2 separate regions of the Sus scrofa genome follow, and region 2 is linked to region 1. The links are chromatin contacts, called in public Hi-C maps. All regions are on one chromosome and are shown on one strand. The core of a region is the stretch at or near the end of the contact, and the rest is flanking DNA. Distances in the headings are between cores, read along the strand shown.

Evidence for each region. Hi-C and Micro-C count contacts between places; a contact is called where the count stands out from the background.
Region 2: a contact with region 1 is called in a Hi-C map of skeletal muscle, with 2.5 times the contacts expected there. The contact joins the enhancer-like site here to the promoter of TDRD7 in region 1. A contact is called at or near these places in 1 of 5 promoter capture datasets (liver), 6 of 47 Hi-C or Micro-C datasets (liver, psoas muscle and skeletal muscle) and 2 of 2 datasets of contacts at active chromatin or transcription factors (alveolar macrophages and skeletal muscle).

The regions. Positions count from the first base shown.
Region 1 is chr1:239,284,191-239,287,827 of Sscrofa11.1, forward strand. It overlaps TDRD7 (tudor domain-containing protein 7), which reads left to right and starts at 1,438. Exons shown (of 17, transcript XM_001924680.5): 1 at 1,438-1,618.
Region 2 is chr1:239,343,311-239,347,268 of Sscrofa11.1, forward strand. TDRD7 (tudor domain-containing protein 7) reads left to right here. Exons shown (of 17, transcript XM_001924680.5): 9 at 3,674-3,785. Among named protein-coding and RNA genes, the nearest start is that of TMOD1, 30 kb to the right of the region's middle. Within about 2 kb of position 1,986, at least 33 of the 83 cell types and tissues checked have an H3K27ac peak or open chromatin away from gene starts, as enhancers often do. A contact at or near this core is called in alveolar macrophages and skeletal muscle, where this site is marked.

The sequences.
Region 1 (3,637 bases), core at 188-2,687:
TGTACAAATATACAAATGTCCATTCGCCTACTGATGGAGGTCTGTGTTATTCTCCTGTTTGGCTGTTACAAACAAAACTGCTATGAATATTCTTGTCCAGGTCATTATGTGGACGTATGTTTTCATTTCCCTTGGGTAAATGCTGGGAATGGAATAGCTGGGTCATATGGTAGGTTTCATACACCCATACAATGGAATACTACTCAGAAATGAAAAGACTTGAACTCTTGGTGCACACAGCAATATGGATGAATCTCAACATGCTTCTGCTGAGTGAAAGAGGCTGGATTCCCCCCCCCCCAAAAAAGACAGCACATATATGATTCTGTTTATATAAAATTCTAGAAAAAACAAACTAATCTATAGCTACAGAAAACAAAGCTGCAGTTGATAAGGCAAGGGACAGAGGCACATGAGGTGAGGATTATAAACGTGCATGAGAAAACTCTTTTGGGGAGACAGATATGTTCATTATTTTTACAGCAGTGCTAGTTTCACAGCTGTATACACATGTCAAAACATCATAGTGTACATTTTAAACATGGGTAGCATGTCAATTATACTTTAATAAAGCTGTAAAAAATACTGTTTGAATAAATAGTAGGCCCTCAGTAAAGGCATATAGAATGAATGCAGCAAAGTGTTTATAGTTGGTTTAAGGAATACAAACCAATATGCCCAATAAATGTTGGTAGAATTAATGTGCAGAAAAAAAAGTGAATACTAGGTGTTCAGTAATTTTATAACAAATGAATGAATAAATGAATTTGAGAAATGTTTATGTCAGCCTACCCTGTGCCAGGGACTATTCTTGGTTCTGGGAATAGATTACGGAACAAAACAAAGATCCCTGAGCTCATAGAGTTTTAATCTGAGGAGGACAGTAGACAACGAAAAGGTAAGTAAAACACATAGAGTGTGCTACCCGGGTGCTAAGGAGAGAGAAAGGTGAGAAGGCGTTGGGACAGGGAATGTTAGCGAAGGAGAAGACATTTTTGAGAAGGTGGCTCCTCCTCGAAAGGGTAACCCTTGAGAAAAGACCGAAAGGAAATGAGCGGACCAGGTGGGTGTCTGAGAGAATAAAAAGTAACTGCCCCAGAAACGAAGAAAAGACTGAGCGAGAGCTGAATGAGACATCTGACGGGTACGCGAATGCAATAGCAGGCGCACACATGTGCTGGTGAAGTGGGCTGGGTCCCGGGTCTTCCCGGCCCGCCCGTTCTTGCATCGTCCACGTGGAGGCGCTCCTGCGCCCGCCCTGCCGTCGTCTTCCGCCGACGGCCCGTGCGTGGGCACGCGCAGAAACCGCTAGGCGGCGTCGGTTTCCCTTCCCACGCGCGGACGCCGGCGTGGGCGGACGCGGCCGGGGTGCCCGCGCGTGCGCAGAGCCGAAGCCGGGCTGCCCTCGGGGAGGGGCGGAGCGGGGCGGGGCCGAGCAGGGCGGGGCGGGGGCTTGAGGTGATTCCCGAGCCGCGGCGGCGGCGGCGGCGGCAGCGGCGGCTCCGGCCGTGCTGGGGAAACCGAAAGTGGGCGGTGGCTGCGGCTGTGGCCCTGGCGGAGACGGCGGCGAGAGCCGGGCCCAGAGGCGCGGGGACGGGCCGCAGGCCCCCAGAACGAGGTGAGCGCAGGTCCCGCCGGCTGCAGAAACGACAGGTGCCGGGCGAGGTTTGGCGAGGTTTCAGGCTGGCACAACGCACCTGGGTCGCTAGCGGAACAGTGGCCCGAGCGGGACTCGAATGGACCCCGGGCCTCTTCCCTGCAGCCGCAGAGGATGCCCCGGTCTCCACCCAGGAAAGCGGGCTGGGCTCCAGGGAGTTGGAGTTCCAGAGCGTTGTGTTGTAAATCTTTGATGGGACCCCTCCCCCGACCGCTCGGGGCTGTCTGGGCGTTCACCCCTGGGGAGTCGGACGGACCCCTGACGCCTGGGAAACTCAGTGCAGTGGGGAAATGCAGCAGGGGGGTGTGGACAGGGGGCGGGAGATGATGACCAGGAAGTGGTTCCTGGTACCGGCGCAGGGGCCCCCAGCCGCCCGCTTGGAGCAAGGGATAGCCGGGCCCCCTGGCTATTGAACTCCCGTATTTTACACCGTGAACTTTAAGTTCCTTAAAGGCACGGACCTCTCTTTACAGACCAGCCCTGCAAGCCGCTTAAGTAATGTAGGACACAAATAACTATCCGCTTCTCTTAAACCGCGAGCACCTGGTGGGTACAGAGCACCAAGTAAGGAGGGAAATATGAATCCAAGAGTGAGTTGTCTCTTTACTTTCGCCAGAACCCCCAACAGGGTCAGGTTCTCAGCCTCAGTTTAAGGGCTCGGAGCCCGCATGACTGTTCTGCTCAGATCTCCTTGAGGGGGTAGGTGCAGTACATTTCCATACATAACCAAGGGCACCACTCACTCCCAAACAATTTCAAAGAACTGGAAAGGGAAACAGCGATGTTAGAAAACGTCTTGGCCCCAAAGATTCCCGAAAGCCACCCTACAAAACGAAAACAAAAATACCACTGATCTGGGTCATCCCTCCTTCCCCACTTTCGTGCAGGTGGAAAATTTGCTGAAAAGTGCCCTGCCTTGTGATAGATGACAATTTAATGACCGAAGTGAAAATTAGACCCAAGTCCCTATTCCCCATCTGCTTTGATGTGCTGGTGTTGCATACTGTGCATAGTGGGAGCTTTGCAGACTTGGCTTCTGGGCTTCTCCACTTCGTAATTGTGTAAATTGAACAAATTACATAGTGTTTTTGAGCCTGGCTTTCTGTTTATCAATTGGAAATACTTAACTTTGCAAGGCTTTTGTGAAATAACTACTGTAGTCCCTTTGACTCATAGTAATAAAGAAGTGTTAACTCTTTTCCTTCCACCAGACTTCCCATATTTTACATAATTGTGTTTCACTCTCTTGGAGGCAGGGACATAACTTTAAGTTCTGTCTATCATATAAATTGGACCATGGTGGAGGTTTCTGCACGTTCACTCAACTGCCATTCAGGGAGCATCATGAACTGTGCTGGTGCGGGAAATGGCTGTGGAGCCAACCGGGGTAGAACCTACATCCCCTGTGCCTCCCGTCCAGGGCCCTTTGCCAGCCCACAGCCTCCCTGTGTGCTAGAGAAACATAGTGAGACTGTGAAGTAGCACTTGGTGGTGCCTTCAGATTACAGCCCCTGTAGATTGGAAATGAAATGTAATCCCTGCTAATGCCCTTTTAAGTGTCCTAGTTGAACATGGCTGAATGAACTATTGTATTTTGTACCTAGAGATTTAACTCTTTGAAGGATGTCTCTTTAAGTTCTCAGTGCAGTACAGTCTAGTTAGAGACTTCATATGAATGTAAAGGAAAAATAGAATCCAACTCTTAAGTGCTGACTCTGTGAGCAAGTGCTATTTCTGAGAACCGAGATTTGACATAGAATGAATGCTTTGCTTCTGGGCAAAGCTTCAGGGTCAGCAGATACATACAAAACGGACAGAGGTTCCTTGGTGCTTGGAGTGAAATCTCATTTCATATCTATGTGAATTGGTTTTTTTCTTTCTTGATGGAAAACTACCTTTCTCCTCCCTGCTCCTGCCTTTGTGTTTTTAGAAGCTTCATTCTTTTCATTATTTCCCCTATTGGGCCAGTTTTTTACAAAA
Region 2 (3,958 bases), core at 736-3,235, 60 kb after region 1:
GAGTTTGAGTCCCCGCTCTGCCGCTTCTACCTCTGCGGCCTTGGGAAAGTTATTTATCCTCTCTGATTCCTTACCTATAAATTTAGACACTGTAATCATGCCAGTATCTGCTTGATACAGTTTTCATTGATTTTTTTTTCTCTGTCCCAGGGAAGGAGACAAGACAGACAAGTCTTTGTTTTCAAGAAGCTTATACATTAGTTAAAGACGATTAACCAGTATATAATAAACAAACAAGACCCCTTAAATGCAGCGAAGGAAGTAACCAGGGTTCTGTGATAGAAATAACTGTGATGGATGGGATAAGCAGGAAGATGTGATCTGGTTTCCATGCATCAAAGATTGTTCCCATGCCTGGGAGGGGCGTGTATTGGAGTAGGACAGAGAAGGAAAGAAAGGCCAGTTAGTTGGCTGTTGGAATAGCCCGCCACTTGTAACCTGAGTTAGGGTGTCAGTAGTGAAGACAGAAGTACTAGGTCAGATTCAGGATATATTTGGAGGTAGAACTGACAAGACACCAATCATTGAATGTGGAAGGAAAGGAAAGAGAAGAGTCAGGATAGCTACTGTATTTGGAACTTGAGCAACTGGGTAGATAGTAGTGCCATCTATTGAAATCTTGAAGTCAGGGAGAAGAACCAACATATAGGAGAATCAAGAATTCTGTAAGATCTGGAGTTCCCACTGTGGTGCAGTGGAAATGAATCCAACTAGGAACCATGAGGTTGTGGGTTTGATCCCTGGCCTTGCTCAGTGGTTTAAGGATCCGGCATTGCTGTGGCTGTGGTGTAGGCCAGCAACTACAGCTCTGATTAGACCCCTAGCCTGGGAAACTCCATATGCCACTAGGGCGGCCCTAAAAGGACAAAAGACAAAAAAAAAAAAAAAAAAAGAAAGAATTTTGTAGGATCTTACGGAGTAGCACAGGGAACTATATCCAATCTCCTGGGATAGACCCTGATAGAAAATAATGTTAAAAAAAAGAATGATTGAGTCACTTTGCTGTACAGCAGAATTGGTAACAACATTGTAAATCAACTATACTTTAATTCAAAAAATTTTTTTGCTGTGTAGCACCGGGAACTATATCTGGTCACTTATGATGGAGCATGATAATGTGAGAAAAAAGAATGTACATATGTATGTGTGACTGGGTCACCTTGCTCTAACAGTAGAAAACTGACAGAACACTGGAAACCAGCTATACTGGAAAAAAAGTAAAAATCATTAAAAAAGTAAAAAAAAATTTTGTAGGACTTGGTAGATTTGAGAATGGCTATCAGATTTCACATGGACGAGCCTCAAGGGAGGCTCAGGGAGAGGTCAGGATGGGAGAGAGATGGGGTTAGGAGAGCATCCGCATGTAGGTGCTGCTTGCAGCCATGGGACTAGGTCAGACCACCTGGAGGAAGACTCACCCATAGAGCAGAGAAGGGGACCCAGAACCAGGCTCTGAAACACTTTAGCATTTAGATGGTGGCCATGAGAGGAGCAAAGAGGGCTTTAAGAAAGGCCAAAAAAAAAAAAAAAAAAAAAGAGGAAAAGCAAGAGCACAGTGTCACAAAGCCAGAACAGGAAAGTGCCTCGTAAAGGAAGTGATGGCTGTGTCATTGCTGCCGAGAGCTGTGGGCTGCTGTTAGGAATGAAAGGGGCAGTGTGGTGGTTAGTTCTTACGACAGCAGGCATTGTAGCAACCCAGGCCTGATCTCGTTCCCCATATTCCCATGGACCAGACAGGGGAATTTTACCCTTCCTTTATCTGGAGACCACCCAGCTGCTTTGTAAGTCTTGTTTCTCTTGAATTTTACTACGCCTGACAGCAAGTTCTAATGCCCTCCTTGCTTTCCGCAGATCTTGGTGACTACGAGAAACGGGAACATGAGGTCACCCCCTCAGGTTGTGCCAGTTTGGCCTGGCCCAGGCCCACATACCAGGGGTTATTACATACAGGGCTTATTCCTGGTCATTACTCAGGCAGCACTTTGAGACCTTTGGCCACTTGAGGGGGCCAGAGAGCCAGGAATGGACTGGGGCCCAGTGCCAGGGTCCTGAGCCAGGGCAGAGGGTGGCGAGAGTCCAGCTGGATAACCCATGGCCAAATGTTTTATGAACTGCAGCTGCCATACCAATACATGGCCTCATGATTCAAAAGAAGAAAGAAAGGAACGAAAACAAGCTCCAGACATTACGGAAACCCTTTGAAGAACGGAGAGCCGTCATTCTTTAGACTCCTGGTGCTCGGAATACCTTCTGATTTGCCCAGGAATCATGCTTTCATATGTTCTGTCCTATTCTCAGACCACGATGTCTCCATTTTAGGCCTAGGAAGAGCAGGATCCAAGTTGTAGGTGGTGATAGCTATTAAAGGAAACAAAAGCTGCGTGAATCCCAGGGCCTTTGGGAAGGAAGAGCAGGTGCTAATTTAGGACTGGAGAAGCAGCTGGCTGCAGCAAGGGGTCCCTGCAGGGGGTTGAGGCCCCAGGGAGCACTGTGTCAAGGTACAGGCTCTAAGAGGGAATCCTTTGCCCCACAGACCCAGTTATCAGGTGGTCAGGGAAGGGCCTTAGTCTCTCTCTCTTTCCTTCCTTAGATTCTCTGATGGGGAGAATTTTTGTTCTGTATACATAGTACCATAATCTGGGTACTCAGAAGCTGTAGACTTTATTTTACTGCAGAAATAAAATTCTGTGTTACTTGGTATTTCTTTGCCCTGCCTTTTTGTTGACCTGTTTTCTGTAATAATCATCTCTGGTTTGTGTTAGAGAAGCGTACTAAGTTTTCATCACTTTGCCTCAGGTTCCTAGTTGTCATTCTAAACCACAGCTTACTGTTTCTAGATTTTCTTTTTCTCCAAAAAGAAAAAAGCTTTGGTTATATCGTCCTTTTCAACTGAAATTTTTATTAATACACTGAATGTAATATCCTGGCTCTCAGCAATCTCTGCTGGTGGTGAGGAAGTGCCAGGCAGGTTTTCTGCAAACACAAAACTCTGTCCAGGAGACTTGGAACCTTTTGCTGCCCTTGATGAAAGCCGAAGCCAGCTTCCTAGCCCTGGAAAAACCCAGAAGTATCTACTTTTACAGTGTAGAATTCCAGCCACAACGTCACTGTGTGTCCAGCCACAACATCATTGTTGTCATTGACAGAAAGCGTCTTGGGAAGCCTAATGGCTGAGAGCAGACTGTCACAATTAGGAATTTGGACTCTGATGAATACCACCAGTGCAATGCTTCCTCTAGAAGCAGACATTGCTGCCTAAGGAAGCAGAGCCTTAGTGGAAGTGTATAAATCAAGAAAGAATAAGGCGATGCAGGCATTGTGATATTAAGGACTGGGCGGGGCAGTCAGGGCTGGTAGCCCACACAGGTGCTGCAGAGAAGCTGGCAGCGCAGGGCATCGGGATCAGCAGGCTTCCTTCCTCTTCCGGCTGGCAGAGGTGCAGCAGAGGAGCAGGGCCTGGGAGTCAGGCACCCGGGCTTCCCAGGCCCCAGCCCAGCCTTCCTCTTCTAGGCTAAGTCAGGGGCACCTCCCCTGGCTTTTTCCAGGCAGTGGTGCAACTTCACATGTTGACTACAGAATAAAATGAAGCCAGTTAAATGCATCAAGTGATTTTTTTTTTAAGTGAGGATAAAAAATTTTATTTGAACCTAAATGTTGTTTCTGTTGTCTTTAGGTATGCTATGTTGACTATGGTTTTAGTGAGACTGTGGAAAAGAGCAAAGCATACAAATTAAACCCGAAGTTCTGTTCACTCTCATTCCAGGCTACCAAGTGTAAGCTGGCAGGTAAAAGGAACTTGTTTTAAAGTGCTCTCCATTTTGATGCATGTTACCATTGTACTTTGGAGTGGTTAAAATGTGCTAAGTATCTCAAAGTTTCAAAACGTGCTATTTCTTGAAAGGTATAAATAAATTCATGGGGTGTTTGTTTGTTTGTTGTCTTTTTAGGGCCATGCCCA